Regions from separate parts of the Mus musculus genome. Here all the other regions are linked to region 2. Evidence: chromatin contacts called from public Hi-C and Micro-C data. All regions are on one chromosome and are shown on one strand. Each heading gives the region's core, a stretch centred on a gene start, on an enhancer-like site or on the middle of the called end of the contact. The rest is flanking DNA. Distances are from core to core; before and after follow the strand shown.

Evidence for each region. Hi-C and Micro-C count contacts between places; a contact is called where the count stands out from the background.
Region 1: a contact with region 2 is called in a Hi-C map of bone marrow-derived macrophages, with 35 read pairs. The contact joins two enhancer-like sites. A contact is called at or near these places in 3 of 15 datasets of contacts at CTCF or cohesin (the NIH/3T3 cell line and embryonic stem cells), 13 of 484 Hi-C or Micro-C datasets (3T3-L1-derived adipocytes, the AML12 cell line, the C2C12 cell line and 8 more), 20 of 115 datasets of contacts at active chromatin or transcription factors (the HPC-7 cell line, bone marrow-derived macrophages, cardiomyocytes and 8 more) and 5 of 9 other capture datasets (adipose tissue, bone marrow-derived macrophages, embryonic stem cells and 2 more).
Region 3: a Hi-C map of bone marrow-derived macrophages shows a contact between it and region 2, with 31 read pairs. The contact joins two enhancer-like sites. A contact is called at or near these places in 1 of 484 Hi-C or Micro-C datasets (bone marrow-derived macrophages), 1 of 115 datasets of contacts at active chromatin or transcription factors (embryonic stem cells) and 2 of 9 other capture datasets (adipose tissue and embryonic stem cells).
Region 4: a Hi-C map of bone marrow-derived macrophages shows a contact between it and region 2, with 20 read pairs. The contact joins two enhancer-like sites. A contact is called at or near these places in 2 of 15 datasets of contacts at CTCF or cohesin (large pre-B cells and stem cell-derived epiblast-like cells), 23 of 484 Hi-C or Micro-C datasets (the BV-2 cell line, LSK cells, bone marrow-derived DN3 thymocytes and 12 more), 6 of 115 datasets of contacts at active chromatin or transcription factors (the NIH/3T3 cell line, astrocytes, bone marrow-derived dendritic cells and 3 more) and 1 of 9 other capture datasets (embryonic stem cells).
Region 5: a contact with region 2 is called in a Micro-C map of granulosa cells, with 4 times the contacts expected there. The contact joins two enhancer-like sites. A contact is called at or near these places in 8 of 39 promoter capture datasets (the 3T3-L1 cell line, the C10 cell line, embryonic stem cells and 4 more), 9 of 15 datasets of contacts at CTCF or cohesin (the NIH/3T3 cell line, embryonic stem cells, hippocampal excitatory neurons and 4 more), 299 of 484 Hi-C or Micro-C datasets (the 3T3-L1 cell line, 3T3-L1-derived adipocytes, the 4T1 cell line and 143 more), 45 of 115 datasets of contacts at active chromatin or transcription factors (CD4 single positive thymocytes, the HPC-7 cell line, the NIH/3T3 cell line and 28 more) and 4 of 9 other capture datasets (adipose tissue, embryonic stem cells, liver and 1 more).

The regions. Positions count from the first base shown.
Region 1 is chr11:8,567,980-8,570,679 of GRCm38.p6, reverse strand. The region is part of intron 4 of Tns3 (tensin 3); the gene reads left to right. Among named protein-coding and RNA genes, the nearest start is that of Tns3, 95 kb to the left of the region's middle. Within about 2 kb of position 1,294, at least 73 of the 459 cell types and tissues checked have an H3K27ac peak or open chromatin away from gene starts, as enhancers often do. A contact at or near this core is called in bone marrow-derived macrophages, where this site is marked.
Region 2 is chr11:8,858,736-8,861,454 of GRCm38.p6, reverse strand. It overlaps Pkd1l1 (polycystic kidney disease protein 1-like 1), which reads left to right. Exons shown (of 52, transcript XM_017314870.1): 41 at 149-259. Among named protein-coding and RNA genes, the nearest start is that of Gm36772, 60 kb to the right of the region's middle. Within about 2 kb of position 1,399, at least 16 of the 459 cell types and tissues checked have an H3K27ac peak or open chromatin away from gene starts, as enhancers often do. A contact at or near this core is called in DN2 thymocytes, bone marrow-derived macrophages and granulosa cells, where this site is marked.
Region 3 is chr11:8,495,811-8,498,510 of GRCm38.p6, reverse strand. All of the region lies in intron 16 of Tns3 (tensin 3), which reads left to right. Among named protein-coding and RNA genes, the nearest start is that of Tns3, 170 kb to the left of the region's middle. Within about 2 kb of position 1,415, at least 43 of the 459 cell types and tissues checked have an H3K27ac peak or open chromatin away from gene starts, as enhancers often do. A contact at or near this core is called in bone marrow-derived macrophages, where this site is marked.
Region 4 is chr11:8,442,487-8,445,186 of GRCm38.p6, reverse strand. It overlaps Tns3 (tensin 3), which reads left to right. Exons shown (of 31, transcript NM_001083587.1): 26 at 164-241; 27 at 1,175-1,252. Among named protein-coding and RNA genes, the nearest start is that of Tns3, 220 kb to the left of the region's middle. Within about 2 kb of position 1,301, at least 94 of the 459 cell types and tissues checked have an H3K27ac peak or open chromatin away from gene starts, as enhancers often do. A contact at or near this core is called in bone marrow-derived macrophages, where this site is marked.
Region 5 is chr11:8,546,552-8,549,251 of GRCm38.p6, reverse strand. Tns3 (tensin 3) reads left to right here. Exons shown (of 31, transcript NM_001083587.1): 6 at 149-320; 7 at 1,931-1,981. The coding sequence starts at 171. Among named protein-coding and RNA genes, the nearest start is that of Tns3, 120 kb to the left of the region's middle. Within about 2 kb of position 1,406, at least 12 of the 459 cell types and tissues checked have an H3K27ac peak or open chromatin away from gene starts, as enhancers often do. A contact at or near this core is called in DN2 thymocytes and granulosa cells, where this site is marked.

The DNA of each region.
Region 1 (2,700 bases), core at 45-2,544, 290 kb after region 2:
GATGTTTCCTTAACAGTCACACCTATCTCAGACCTGTAAGTCTAGGAGTGTGAACATGCAGGGTGAGGATGGGCCCACATGCACACATAGAGATATGCAGGGAAAAGGCCTTGTGATGATGACAGAGGCAGAGATCCCCGGATCCCCGGGGCTGCAGTGGTCATGTGAAGATGCAAGAGACAGGCCCAGTCTTGCATTTGGCCCTGCTGACTCCCCAGTCTTTCATTTCTAGCCCCATATGTGGGAAGAAATAAACTCCCGTGGTTTGGAGGTATGCAGTGCAGGGTTCTTGTTTCAGTAGCCTCAGGAAACCAATACTCTGGGACCATTGTCATATTACTTAATTGTTCTCCAGAGAACTATGGAGTGATGGGAGAAGAGGCCACTCTGGCTGCAGAGCAGTGAAATAGTCTTCCTAGGAATAGTATGTAGGAATAGCATGGATTCAGAGATGCTCTGTGTGAGGCCCATGCCAGGAAGAGAACTGATAGGTCACCCATGGAAACTAAGAAGCAACCTTTGTCTATGACCTGTCTGCGGCATTGGACAGGACCGTGACACCCCTTTCTCCAGGGAAAGCCAGGACAGCAAAGCCAGACTCCCAGGAGTTCCTTATGTAGCCAGCAGCGATTCTGTGAGCAGGATGCTGGTAGGCCAGCCAGGGCTGGGCCAGTCAGTGTTCATGGATGCTTCCCTGGGATGCCAGGATGCTGGTAGGCCAGCCAGGGCTGGGCCAGTGTTCACGGTTGCTTCCCTGGGATGTCTGACGTCAGCCCAGATCTTTGTTCATCAGTGTCTTGTTTCAGTTCTCTTCCAAAACATCTGAGATGCGGTGACCCTGGAGGCACAGATCTTTGAGAAGTCTGTGGCTCCTCCCATCCAACCACAATCCAGACTTTGATCCTTCTTTTTCTTTGATTTCACCATCCCCTCCCACACCTAAAATAACATCCATCTTTTGACTGTGTCCAACTGTGAGGCGTTTAGGCTTCTGGGTTTCTGGGAAAGGCAGTCCCAGAGAGGAGGTTCCTGGAAGCTGAGCACTGTCAACTGTAGCCGGGAGCTACACATCTCAGCACAAGTCCTACTGGGAAATGGAAAATCCCCCTACAGATGCACCCAACAATGCCAGCCTCCCCTGGCTGCCTTTGTCATCCAGTCTTTGAAAGCCAGGTTGGTTCTTGTTTGAGCTTTTGTTCTCCCTCTGCAGGTGGAGGTATTGTGAGGCAAGGCCAGGACATGTTGACCTTTGGTGGCGTCAGCTTATGCACAAAGGGAGCACAAAGCCCTAGCTAATGATTAAATGCCCACACTGGGTTGCAGCCCTGGTTACACTTGAGGTGATTGCTCGGTTCTTACCATCCTGTCCTCTCACTGTGTTTGCAGTTTTGGGGCTGGTAGAGAAGGGAAGAGGCTGGCAGGGTGACAGCTCTTGTCTTTAGCCCCCACCCCCTTTCCTTCTTCTGGCTCCCTGGGGACCAGTTCCTGAGCTGATTTCTCTTAAATAATGACCTAAGTCCCCAGGGTGGCATAGCCAGCTTCTTTCTGAGGGGCTCGTGGAAGCAGGGGTTTGAGTGATTCGAATGCTGCCAAGTCTGGAGGCTAGTTTGCCCTGCAGTAAGCCAGACAAGATGGCCAATGGGATTTCCTTTCTTCCACGGCCCGCCATGCATGTTAATGTGGGGCCATTGAAGACAATGGCCACGTGTGACTGTTGACAGAACTGTGACTTCGGGCGTGATCAAATATTTATTTGTTTTGGATTCTCCCCCCCCCCCAAACCTTTAGAAAACATCCTTACTAATTATTTGAGAATTGCATATAATTTATTGTGATCATTTTTACTTTATTCCTTCCCTAACCCCTCCCAGACCAAAACCAACTCCCTATCCCCTTCAAATTCATGCTGTTATTTTTTAAAATAACCTGAGGTCAAATTTGATACACACACACACACACACACACACACACACACATATATGTATCTATATCTATCTATATAACACATATATACACATATACATATACATGCACATACATGCGCATGTATGCTCCTATGTGTGGGGCCATTCACTGCACCATTATCAACTTACCAGGGGCTATACCCTTAAAAACCATGGCTCTCTGCCTTACCCAGATGCCGTCATCTCTCAGGAGCCCCTCAGTTGGAGGTGGAGCTCATGGACTGCTCTCTACTCTTATATCCAGAAGATGTTTTTCACTCCAACCTCCCCAGCTCCCTGGCTTTTAGAATCATTCCATTCCCTCGCCCTTCTGCAGTGGTTTCCTAGCCTTGAGTGGTATAGATGTCCCAGTTGTGTTTGACAACTCCACTGACATCCACTCTCTGTACTTGGACGCATTGTGAGTTTCTGTGCTAACCAGTGTCCACTACACAGAGATCCCTCCGATGTGGCCTGAGAGCGGACTGATCTATGAGTACAGATATCTGAATTTAGAGGCAGTTGATTAATTATGTCTGTTTTAGTAGAAAAATACTAAGTTATCCTCTAGGGCCCGTGAGCTCCCAGCTGTAGGTTCTTGGTTAGATTTACAAACTTAATACTGGTACTGTCTTTCAGCCTGCAGTGCAAGCCTTAACTCTAACTGGAAAGCAAAAGCAACATTCTTGTTATTGTTGCACCCATGGGCAACAGATCTTGCCTCACCAGGGTCATTATTGTAGCTCACAGGGTTCAC
Region 2 (2,719 bases), core at 150-2,649:
TAAACACAGCATTTAACCCATCTCGTGCCTTTCTACAAATACATCCGAACCGGGACATAGATGCCCGGCTCCCTAAAATACTTTCCATGAGGGAAATGTGAACACACGGGATCTCTAAGGATGCTAATTCTTTAATCTCTCTTCGCAGAGACATGACCACACACAGCATCATGCTACTGCTGCTTTTGTTTATAGCATATGGGAGATTCTGCCCAGGTGAAATTTCTCTCAATCATGCCATCAGGAAAGCATTTACAAGGTAGGAGGATTGGGGGGCTCTTGCAGATCTGGGGAGTGTTGCACTAATTCATGGTCATTACACCCATGTTCAAAGACTTCAGGCTCTGGGTTCCAGAATCAGTTTCCTTCACTGTGTTCCAGAAGGGGGCGCCCTACAGACGATCTACCCACACCTCCTGTCAATTTCACCTATCCAAGACTGTGCCCAGAGAAAGGTCTTCATCAAAGCCTGTGTCTGAAGTCTGTGAAAGGCTGTCTAATTACCCATGTTAACGGAGGGCTCCATTTGCAGACTTTGGCAGGTGCTTGGCATCTCATTTGGGGTCAAAAGTGAAAGAAGTTCTAGGCCTGAGAAAGTCATATCATCTATTTTGCAGAAAAATATCAGTGTTCTTTAACCAAAGGCTACAGTCACAATTCATGATTCCTGATACCCAATTTCAAACTGTGCTTCTCTGCCAAGCATTCAAGTGTTCATTGTTTTTATTTCCTACTTTTAATTGCAGCAGGATTTGCATTATAAAGAAACACTGACCAAGGGAGCAGTTTAAGGCAAAGGCCCACTCCCATTCATCTGACACATGGGTACCTTTTTGGGGTCCTGACACCTCTGAGATTCGGATGCCCAATGAAACGAGTGGATACATTTAGAACATTCCTTAGTCAGTGAAAGTTACCAACTGGGCAGTTTCTTCAAGGCAGTGTGACTCTGGCGATATGGATTATCATTGCTTACTTTCTACTGACAGAACAACTCTACACACTCCAGGGTTTCCTTTCTCTTCTGTAAGGAATATTTTAATACTCATTTCTGTAGCATTTTTATGAATGTGTTGCCTTTGAACAATTCATCTCACCTTTTTGCTTTAGGGACATATTTTTAGATTCTGTAAGGCAGAGGAACACAGGCACCCTGCTAGATGGTGACTCCCAGATGTCATTCCCTTTATTCTTATTACTTTTTAGCAAGGTACTGCCTGGAAGCCCCAGTACTTGAACTTGCCATGACTCAATAATCCCAGGACTGCTAAAGCTCTAGGGAAGCTACATGGTAGTTTCTGAGTCCCATTTTCCAACGCCACAGTTAGCTTCTACTTGGACAACTTAGTTCTTCTGTATGAACAGGTGCGTAGATTATGCCAGGAGGGGGCGCTGTGAGCAAAACAAAGAGACCATGTGGGGCCTTTTTTAGACATGGAAATCAAAACACAAAAACCACTGATTTGGCTAGTTTATTTTTATCTCACATTTCACGAATTCCTTTTTCTTTGACATTTCTCATATGCCTCTCGATTGTCAAATATTCCAGCTGAGATAACATCTGTAAAATTCCTGTACTCTTGGACCTGGTACACTCAGGTAACCCTCCCAAATGTTGACCCAGGTGGGCTTAGAGCCTCATGTTTCCCACAAGGATAGAGACCTCACTGCCATATTTATATGTCATAGTTCAAAATGGAATGTTTAAAGTGGACCCTCTCTGCCTCACCCATCCCCCCAGTCCTAATCCTTAAAATCAACAAGTCCCTAGGGGCTGTTATTTGTAGCATTCTGGGGGCAGGGCAAGCCTAGGAAAAGTGAATCCGATGGAATCCAAGGGGTGCTCTCTTGGCTCCCTGTGGCTGGCAGCCCTTTGCTCCTGGCTGCTGCAGCATCCTCTATAAAGTTAGGATAAGTAAGATTCTAGATTTCTGTCTTCAAAAAAATTACTCTAATATCAGATTGTGTCACATTTAATTTGTGTTTGAAGTACTTCTGAACTCAAAGTCTTCATGAAATCTCAAGTCAACAAAACTTAACTGAGCCACAAGTGAGGTGAGGCAAAATCCTTGCTCCATCCCAGTGGTCTTCTCGCTGGACTGGAGCTGTGGGCCCATTTGATATAATTGCTGTAATTAGTGCACACAGGACCAGGCTATGGTTGGATCCTTTGGTTCACCTCTTGCTCTCCAGTGTGCCATGAAGGAGCACGATGGTTCCTTTGTGTGGGGATGTGTGAGCTCTGGGTAGCAGCAGGTGTTTCTTGACAGCTTCATTAATGTGGTCCCAACGGGGAGCAAGTATGGCAAGTGATAACATTTCTCTAAATTCTGCAAGCTTGGGCCAAGGGTGCAGTTCACTGGCAGATCACATGCTTAATGTGGGCAAAGACACCTTGGGTTGATGCCCCAGTACCTCAAAATCTACTGTGGGTGTGGGGGTGTGTTTGTGTGTGTGTATGTGTGGAGAGATGGTTCAGTGGTGAAGGATACTGGCTGCTCCTCCAGAGAACTCTGCTTCTGTTTCTTACACCCATAGAGCTGCTCATAACAATTTGTAACTGTAGTCCGAGGGGATCCAATGCCCTCTTCTGCCCTCTGAAGGTACCAGGCACACACATGATACACAGAAGTGCATAAAAAGAAAACACCCATACACATAAAAAATAAATAAATTTTTAAAAGCAATTTTAAGTGTTATGGGAACTCAGTATAGACAT
Region 3 (2,700 bases), core at 166-2,665, 360 kb after region 2:
AAAGATGACTGGTGGAGAAAGGAGGGGAGGAGCGGTGAGTGACAGTATTCCAGCTTCCAGAATCTTACTCTCCTGCACCTCCATCCTCAACAGCAGCTTAGGTAGCACAGCGTGTGTTCCATGGGAGAATTCTGGGAACCCTTTGATCCTGCAGGGCCAGGGTGAGCCAGAGTGGGTCTTACCTTTTCTACCTCATGAGAACGTGAAAGCAGCTACCACAAGGACTCTAGAACCTAGATAGGTGTTTGTTTGACAGTGTCATTTTTGGAGGTCTGGATGAAGAACATGAGTTTCTGTAACATGTTTTCAAATGAGAACCACAGTGTAAGGAGCTCTCTGTGTCAGAGATAATGGATGTCTTTCATGCTCAGCTCAGGTCCCTACAGGTCTCCAACAGTGAGGTCTAGGCTCCTATTTGGCTTGGTTGGCAACAGTGAGACTGGCCAGTGCTCATGCCTAAGTTTCTTTTCTAGTCAGGGTGTTCTTGGTGTCTTGGCAATTTTTGGGTTCTCTTAGACGCACCAACATTCAGATGGGATGGCCTTTGTTCCCTGTATAACACTAGACACAGATGTATATGGAAGAGGGACGGGTTCCCAAGGAATGTCACCTCAGAGGTGGCTAGAAGATGTGAGACTAGAAATGACATGTTACCGTTTACTCTGCCTCTGCTGAGCTCCAGGCTGTCTTCATCCTTCTTGGCCTGATGCAGAGCACACTGGCCAGACTGGCTCTACACCCCTTACACCTCTGGCTCCGCCTCTTACTCAGTGGACACATTGAACTAATGTTTAGGGATTTAGGTTTTCTTTAGCTTTTTTGGAGTCCTGAGGTTGGTTGACTCAGGACTCCTTGTCCTGTGAAGGCCAGCCGTGAGAGTGAGGAGTGATTGTTAGGCCTGCCCCCACCTTTTATGGACAGTCACACTTGGTATGCTGTCTGAAGGGCAGTCATTATCCAGAGTATGGGAAGCTGGGCTACAAGTCTGCTGGGCCCATCTGCTTTTGGACCTTTATTGGTGTGACCCAAGCTTTGCCATGTGATGAGAAGCTTAGAAAAGGTAGTCTGTCCATTATATGTCCGCTGGGTGCCAGGGCTTGGGTGCCACAGGAAGCAAAGCAGAGGAAACCCCTGCCTCAGATCTGAGCAGCTTAGAATGATGTTTGTTGGCACAAGACAAAAACCCAGCCAGGAAGGGCATGATGAGGAAGAGGAAGCTGGGAGGAGGGGCAGGAGCCGTGAGTGCAAAGGCCAGCAATCCATGGGATGACCGCTGAGGAAATGAATCCGAAGGAGCGGTTGGGCCTTCTTCATTGTAGAAAGAACTTTTTATTAACGCACATGGGTGTCCTTCTTAGGGCTTGAGGGTCTGAGTGCCTCTAGTGTGTGCTTTCCAGTTCTCCTGACTCCACTGCAGGCTGGGAATGATTATTTCCTTTTGTCAGTGGAAGGCCAGGGGCAGTTCACGTGCCAGGACTGAAAATTTTACAGAGAAATGGCAGAGTGAGAATCTGGTCTTCTAGGATGAAAGAGAAGCTTAGGCACCTAGTGTGTCCAGAGCTGAGATCCTTGTCTCTCTTGTTAAGTGGTGGCCTTTTGCCAGCAAACAGGGTGGACACAGTGAGAGCCAGAGCTTCTTGTTCTCCCCGCTGTGGGCCTCCAGGGGCAGCTGCGCAGCTGTTGCTTTGGGCAGCTTCCTCAGCCTTCCTGGCCCTCCCCTGTCTCCCACATCTTCTAGCAGGAGAGGCCAGCTTCTACTTTCGGTGTAGATTTCTTGGACGTTTTCTGAGGTTGAGAGCTAGCTATGCATGCAATTGGAATTGCATAGTTCAGGGGATGTCTCCAGTTCTTGTTGAGGGTTGCCTGTCTGAGCTATGTGGATTTATGAGAACCTCTTGGGGGCTCAGAATTGGACTGGCTGAGATCAGGCTCCTAGGTGCTGCCATTTTTCCCGTGTGTCTGCTATCATTTTCCGGTTTCTTTCACTTGGGGATAGTAATAGAGCTCACCAGCTAAAAACGTCTCTCACAAGCAGCGGCAGTTGCATGCCTTTAATCCCAGCACCTCGGAGGGAGAGTCTCTGAGTTTGAGGCTAGCCTGGTCTACAGAATGAATTCCAGGACAGCCAGGGCTACCTAGAGAAACTCTGTCTAGAAAACAAAACAACAACTACAACAACAACAACAACAACAGCAACAACAGAACACATACCACTCTGGCAATGCTTTGGAGTCTGGTTCCTGGCACATCAGTACTTTCTGACTGCACTTCTAATTGGAAAATTAGGAGAATGTTTTTACAGTTTATTCTTGCATTTCCTTTTCTTTTTAAGCCATGGTATCATTTAATTAAGATTTGTGGAGGACTCATACTTCAGACCTAATGAAAGCTGGAAATGCACTGTCTTAGCACCATGCACTCTGTCCTCGAAACGAGCAGAATCCTTGCCCTTAGCTCTGCGTCCCCGGGACCTGTGCTCTGGCTACCTGCCTTGTGCAGGGAACTGGAATAGCAGCCATCTGGCATCCTGCTGTGTGTGTGTGTGTGTGTGTGTGTGTGTGTGTTGTAGGGATGGGGTTGGGGGAGGGATATCTGTATGTGTAGCTGTGGGGGGCAGATGTGAGTAGGGGGCATGTGTATGTGGTGTGTGTAGAAGCATAGTACCTCTGTAATTCTTATGGAGCCGAAAGTTCGCATGAG
Region 4 (2,700 bases), core at 52-2,551, 420 kb after region 2:
CTCTTCATTGGCTTGGGCCTTGTCATTCTTGGAGCTTTGAGTCACATCCCACAGTGGTATAAAGGCATGCGTTTTTGGAATTTTGGTCTCAACTGATTCTTTGGTTAAGCACAGAGCAAGTGAAGAGATTGGTGACATTCATTTACTCTTATCCACTTTATAGGGAGCCTGACGGCTTTGGTGTGCCAGCATTCCATTACGCCCTTGGCTTTACCCTGCAAGCTGCTCATTCCGGAGAGAGGTATGTGGAGGAGTTCTCAGTGCTATCTGGCTGCGTGTACGATCTTCTGTACCGCTGATAGCATGCTGTACCCAGGACCCACCTTACAAAATAAACTAAGGTTCTTTTTTTATGACATATACTCTTAAACCCCAAAGAAAACTAGTGGCCACCTGAATTGAGAAAGAAGAATGCCCTGCTGCTGATAATAGCTTTCAGACATTGCCCATCGTGGCCTGTATGGAAGGTGTCCAGAAAACAAAGACTGCTCAGCTTAAAGATGTAAAACACTTGGGGTCTGGAGAGATGGTTCAGTGGTTAAAAGCACTGACTGCTTTCCCAGAGGTCCTGAGTTCAATTCCCAGCACTTACATTAGGCAGCTTACGACCATGTAAAACTGTAGTTGTAGAAGATCTAGTCTCCTTGGGCACCAGACATGTAAAACGTGTACATACATAAGTAGTTATTTTATATACAAACATGTGTGTGTATGAAAAAATATATTTTCTCAGACTAATTTTAAGGTCACTTGCATTATAGATTCACAGTCCTACAAAATGAGAATGATGTTGCTATGGTTAAATTTAGGTCATGAATGAACAAGTCTCTCTACTTTTATATTTGTTAGAAAATACCCACAATAATTTTTTTAAAAATTAATATCCAGGGTGTATAGGGGCCTTACTGTGTGTCCCAGCTTTCCTGTAGGTAAATGTTATTTTATTTATCTTTTAAATTTTGATCACTTATGTAAATGAATTCAGAGACTTGGAACATGTTTTAGGGGCATACCACCTCCATCTGTGTTCAGAATGGGTTACAGTCTCTGTGGGCTGCATGATTGCCTCGCAAGAGAAAGCTCTGTCACCGTCTGGGAATTCTGTCATCAGATTTTCTTTGCCATGTGGACTACTGTGTCAGGAGCTCATGTCTCGTCTCACTCCTTCCTGCAGATCCACTGGAGGAAATAGCAGAAAACTCTCCCCAGACAGCAGCCAACTCTGCAGCCGAGCTGCTGAAGCAGGGAGCAGGTCAGTGGCCGCAGCTTTGGTTTTGTATCTCTGCATCTCCGAGTCACTGGGCGGAACCGAACTCCATGATAGAACTTCCCTTTGGACAGTCATTTCCTGCTTTTCTGGGGACTGTGAAGGAAGTTTCCTTTTATAGCTGCTTGGCACAGCTGGGTGGGGTGCAGCTGTGAGGAGGCATGGCCAGGGCATCAGAGGCTCGGACTCAAACAAGACCAGATTCAGTGGAATAAATAAATGTTAAGGCCCATATTTAGTGTGGGGGGAGGGGTGCGGGAAGGCAGGATGTGGTGACCTGCCTCGCCAGCTGAAAATGTAGAACTGTTCTGGAGCTGTGACTCAACAGTCCCTCAGCCTGAGTCAACTGCTGGACCCACTCTGCCATCTGTGCTGAGACACACCACACTGGGAGACCAGGCCACTTGGGTGAAATCTTTGTAAATAGATTGTACTTCCTAAATCCACTATGGGAAAGTATAGAAGGCAGAGAGATTCCATGTCAATGCTGGCTCTCCATTCACAGTATCCCACACCATAGTGTTACAGCTGATGAGTTGTCTAGTATCTTTGCATTATTAAGTGAAGTCTGTAGTGTATGTAGAGCTCACTCTTTTTATTTAAAAATTATAATGGCTTGAACATTTACATCATCTCTCCCCCACTCCCCCCCCACCCCCACTCCCCACTCCCTGTCATATTCACAGCCCGAATTCTGTATTATACATGCGCATACACACGAGTCTACTGAGTCCATTTAGTGTTTAGCTCATATGTACGTGTGTTTAGGGCTGACCATGTGGGGTTTAATAACTTATCAGGGCACTCACCCATGAAGAAAACTGAGTCTCTCTCTGTCAGCAGCCACTGGTTGCCTCTAGTGCTAAATTTTACAAGGCTCCGCCCAGAAATACAGTGTTCTCTCTCGGTGGCAATGGGCTTGAGAAATATTGGCATTCATTCATGAGTATAATGTCACATGAAGTATTTTCTTCATCTTAAAACTTACCTCTGATCTCCTTACTCACTCCTCCCTCATAGTCAAGATACTCACTGTCACTGATCTTTTTATGGTCGCCATACTGTCAGTTTTCCCAGAATGCTTTATGCTGTAAACACAAGCTATGTAGCATTTCAGGTTGGTTTCTTTCTCTCGGTATAGCCATTCAGCTTCTTCTATGGCTTTCCAGAGATCGGTCGCTTCCTTCCTTGTGTATAGTGCAGGAGATTATATGTGTGTTTGTACAGATCTGTATGCATATACATATGGGTCCCTGAACATGTGTGTGCACATGTGTTCAGAGGCAGAAGTCCATGTTGTATATTTCCTCAAATTTCCCTACACATTATTTTTTATAGCCGTCATTCACCGTACCTGTAGCTCATTGATGTGGCTAGGCTGGCTGGCCAGTGAGCTCTGAGGATCCACTTGCTCTGCCTTCCCAGTCCTGCGA
Region 5 (2,700 bases), core at 157-2,656, 310 kb after region 2:
AGGGGACAGGCGAGGTGGCCTTCAGCTCAGTCTACATGCAGATCCTTTGGGTGGCTGCTGTTCCCAGCTTTCTCCGAAGCCCTCATTAGGTGAGTGTTCATCCTTTTTCTTGTTATCCTTTTCTTGACCTCCTCTTCCTCCCTTGCAGGACCGTGGTTCTGAGTCCAGCCATGGAGGACAGCCACGAACTGGACCTTACGTATGTCACCGAGCGTATCATCGCAGTGTCCTTCCCTGCCAGTTGTTCAGAGGAGTCCTACTTGCACAGCCTGCAGGAAGTCACACGCATGCTCAAGTGTAAGCATGGAGACAACTACCTGGTGAGTGGGGATGATAGCCACGGTGTGGTGGATGGGCTGGAGGCAGGAGTCCCTCAGAGGACTCGTGTGAGGGCCAGGGGTGTCCCTGTGCCTTGCTTGCTTACACCTGAGGAATGGTTTGGGGGCCTGGAATCTGACTCATGAGTCTAGGGGCCATGTCCTCTACCCTTCTATTGTTAGCTTTGCTGTTGTTGTGTCACGGGCTGTGACAGTTGACTGTAGGGGTGGCTGCTGCCTCTGTCCAGCACTGAACACAGCTCCTCATCAGTAAGACTGGCTTCTGGGAAAGTAAGGATTCCCAGTCAGAGTTCCTGGTGTCAGGAGGCAGCCATGTCTCCTCCTCTCGTGCATTAGAAAGACAAGCAGGCGGGTGTCCAAGAAACAAGGCAGTCCTCAGGGGCAAATGTAGGTAACGTGGTTTCCCAGCAGGTGTGTATCAGATAAAGGAGACCATATTTGAGCAGAAGTAGAAGAATCTCATGTTGCTCTCTCTGATTGGCCCTGCTCTCTTCTAGGGCTGCCAGCTCCAGAGAACTTTTCCTGCTGCTATAATCAACTCTCAGATTACATGACAGCTTCTAGCACCTTCTCTCATGCTGCCGCCTTATCTAGGGAGAGCTAATCTTACAAAGCCAACAAGGAGGTTATTGTCATCCTTAGAAGCTTTCTCCCATGGTTAGACCCATTGCTAAGCCGTGGCTTCCAGGATAGTCTCTGTATGGACTCCCTATGACCTCTAACAGTACTACTCCCTGAGGTCCAGCCTGGTTGTGGGCAGGGGTGTAGCATCCTAGCCCCCAGGATGGATGGCTACAGCTTTCATGAGACACCTCTGGAGCTGCCTCTGCCTCTAGCACAGCCTCTTCCAGACCAGGGCTCCTTCAGTGGGAAGCTGTCCCCAGAGAAGTCCCTTTCTTCCCACCCTTCCTAAAGAGACTGCCGAGGGCATCTCCAAACCCACAGGCCTTTTATGGAAGGCACTTAGACTGCTGGAGCTGGTCAGGATATGGTGGTGTTCTGTGCCCTGCAAGGAAAGGCAGCTGAGTGCTGATGATTCAAGCAGGGCAAGCACGGGGCTAACGCTGAGTAGGCCTGGGAGGTAGCTGGGGCCGAGTTAGGGAGGAACCATGTGTTCTTTGTAGGACTTGAGCCCACAGATAGCTGTGGTTTCTGAGTGGCAGGTCTTAAGCTCAGTTGACAAGAGACTGCTGCCTGCCCCCAGGATATTCCTCATGCTGAGCAGGACTAAGAAGAGCTACTGTATACACGTGGGTGTATAGACCCTGTATTTGAAAATGTTTGTAGCCATTGAGTTTTTCTTTTTTTTTAAAAGCAAAACAAACAAACCAAACAACAAAAAGGAGAAAGTTTTCCTTGCCCATTTTGGCTCAGGGTAACAAAAGAAAAACGCAGGATTCACAAGGTTTTCGTATTATCCATCCATCCATCCATCCATCCATCCATCCATCCATCCACAATATACTTTGTTTTTACCCTGTGACCACACACACATTTGTGCATTTCCATCCCTTTCGGTCCCCTTAAAATGCAGGTGTCTCCTTCCTCTTTGAGGACCATGATTTGTCTGAAATCTTTTTGTCTCTTTGTAGGTATTAAACCTTTCAGAGAAGAGATATGACCTTACAAAGCTTAATCCAAAGGTATGGAATTGACTTCCTCATATTTGAACTTTGTAAAGTGTCAGCGATGTGAGTTTTGCTTGTGCAAAAGAAGTTTCTTGTAGGCCTTTGTGGAACATAGCTCGATATCAAAAAGTACTCAGGATTGTTTATATCCTTTGCTTGCTTCTAGAATTAAAAGCAGTAGTTCCATAAAAGGTGAGTACACGTCTTACTTCATCCATGTCAGCAACTTATTAAACGCATACAGGTCCAGCATCCCCACTGAAAATCTAAAGTCCAAGTTACTCAAGCTAAAACTTGACCTGCAACAATGGCTCAGTGGTGAAGAGCATTTACGGCTCTTTGAGAGAACCTGAGTTCGATCCTCGGCACCTGTAGTAGCAGCAGCTCACTGCTACCTGAAATTCCTGCTCCAGGCTGGTCAGACGCCTCTGCTCTCTGCAGGCACTGTGCTCATGTGTACATATCGCCCCCAGTGTCACATACAAAATTGTATGTATCAGTGGAAAGAAAATTTCACACCCTGGAAACTTTGTCCTGTATACAATAAAACATTACTGAAAATATATAAAATTGACTTGAGGTGCTATGCATATGGTGCATATGAGACAAATAGATTTATTTTGTTTTCAGGAATGTATCCCAAGACACTTATGTGCAGATACTCTTGAAATTGAAACAACAGCAGCAATAATATCAACAACAGCAAAAAAAATCAAAACCTGTCTGGCCCTACT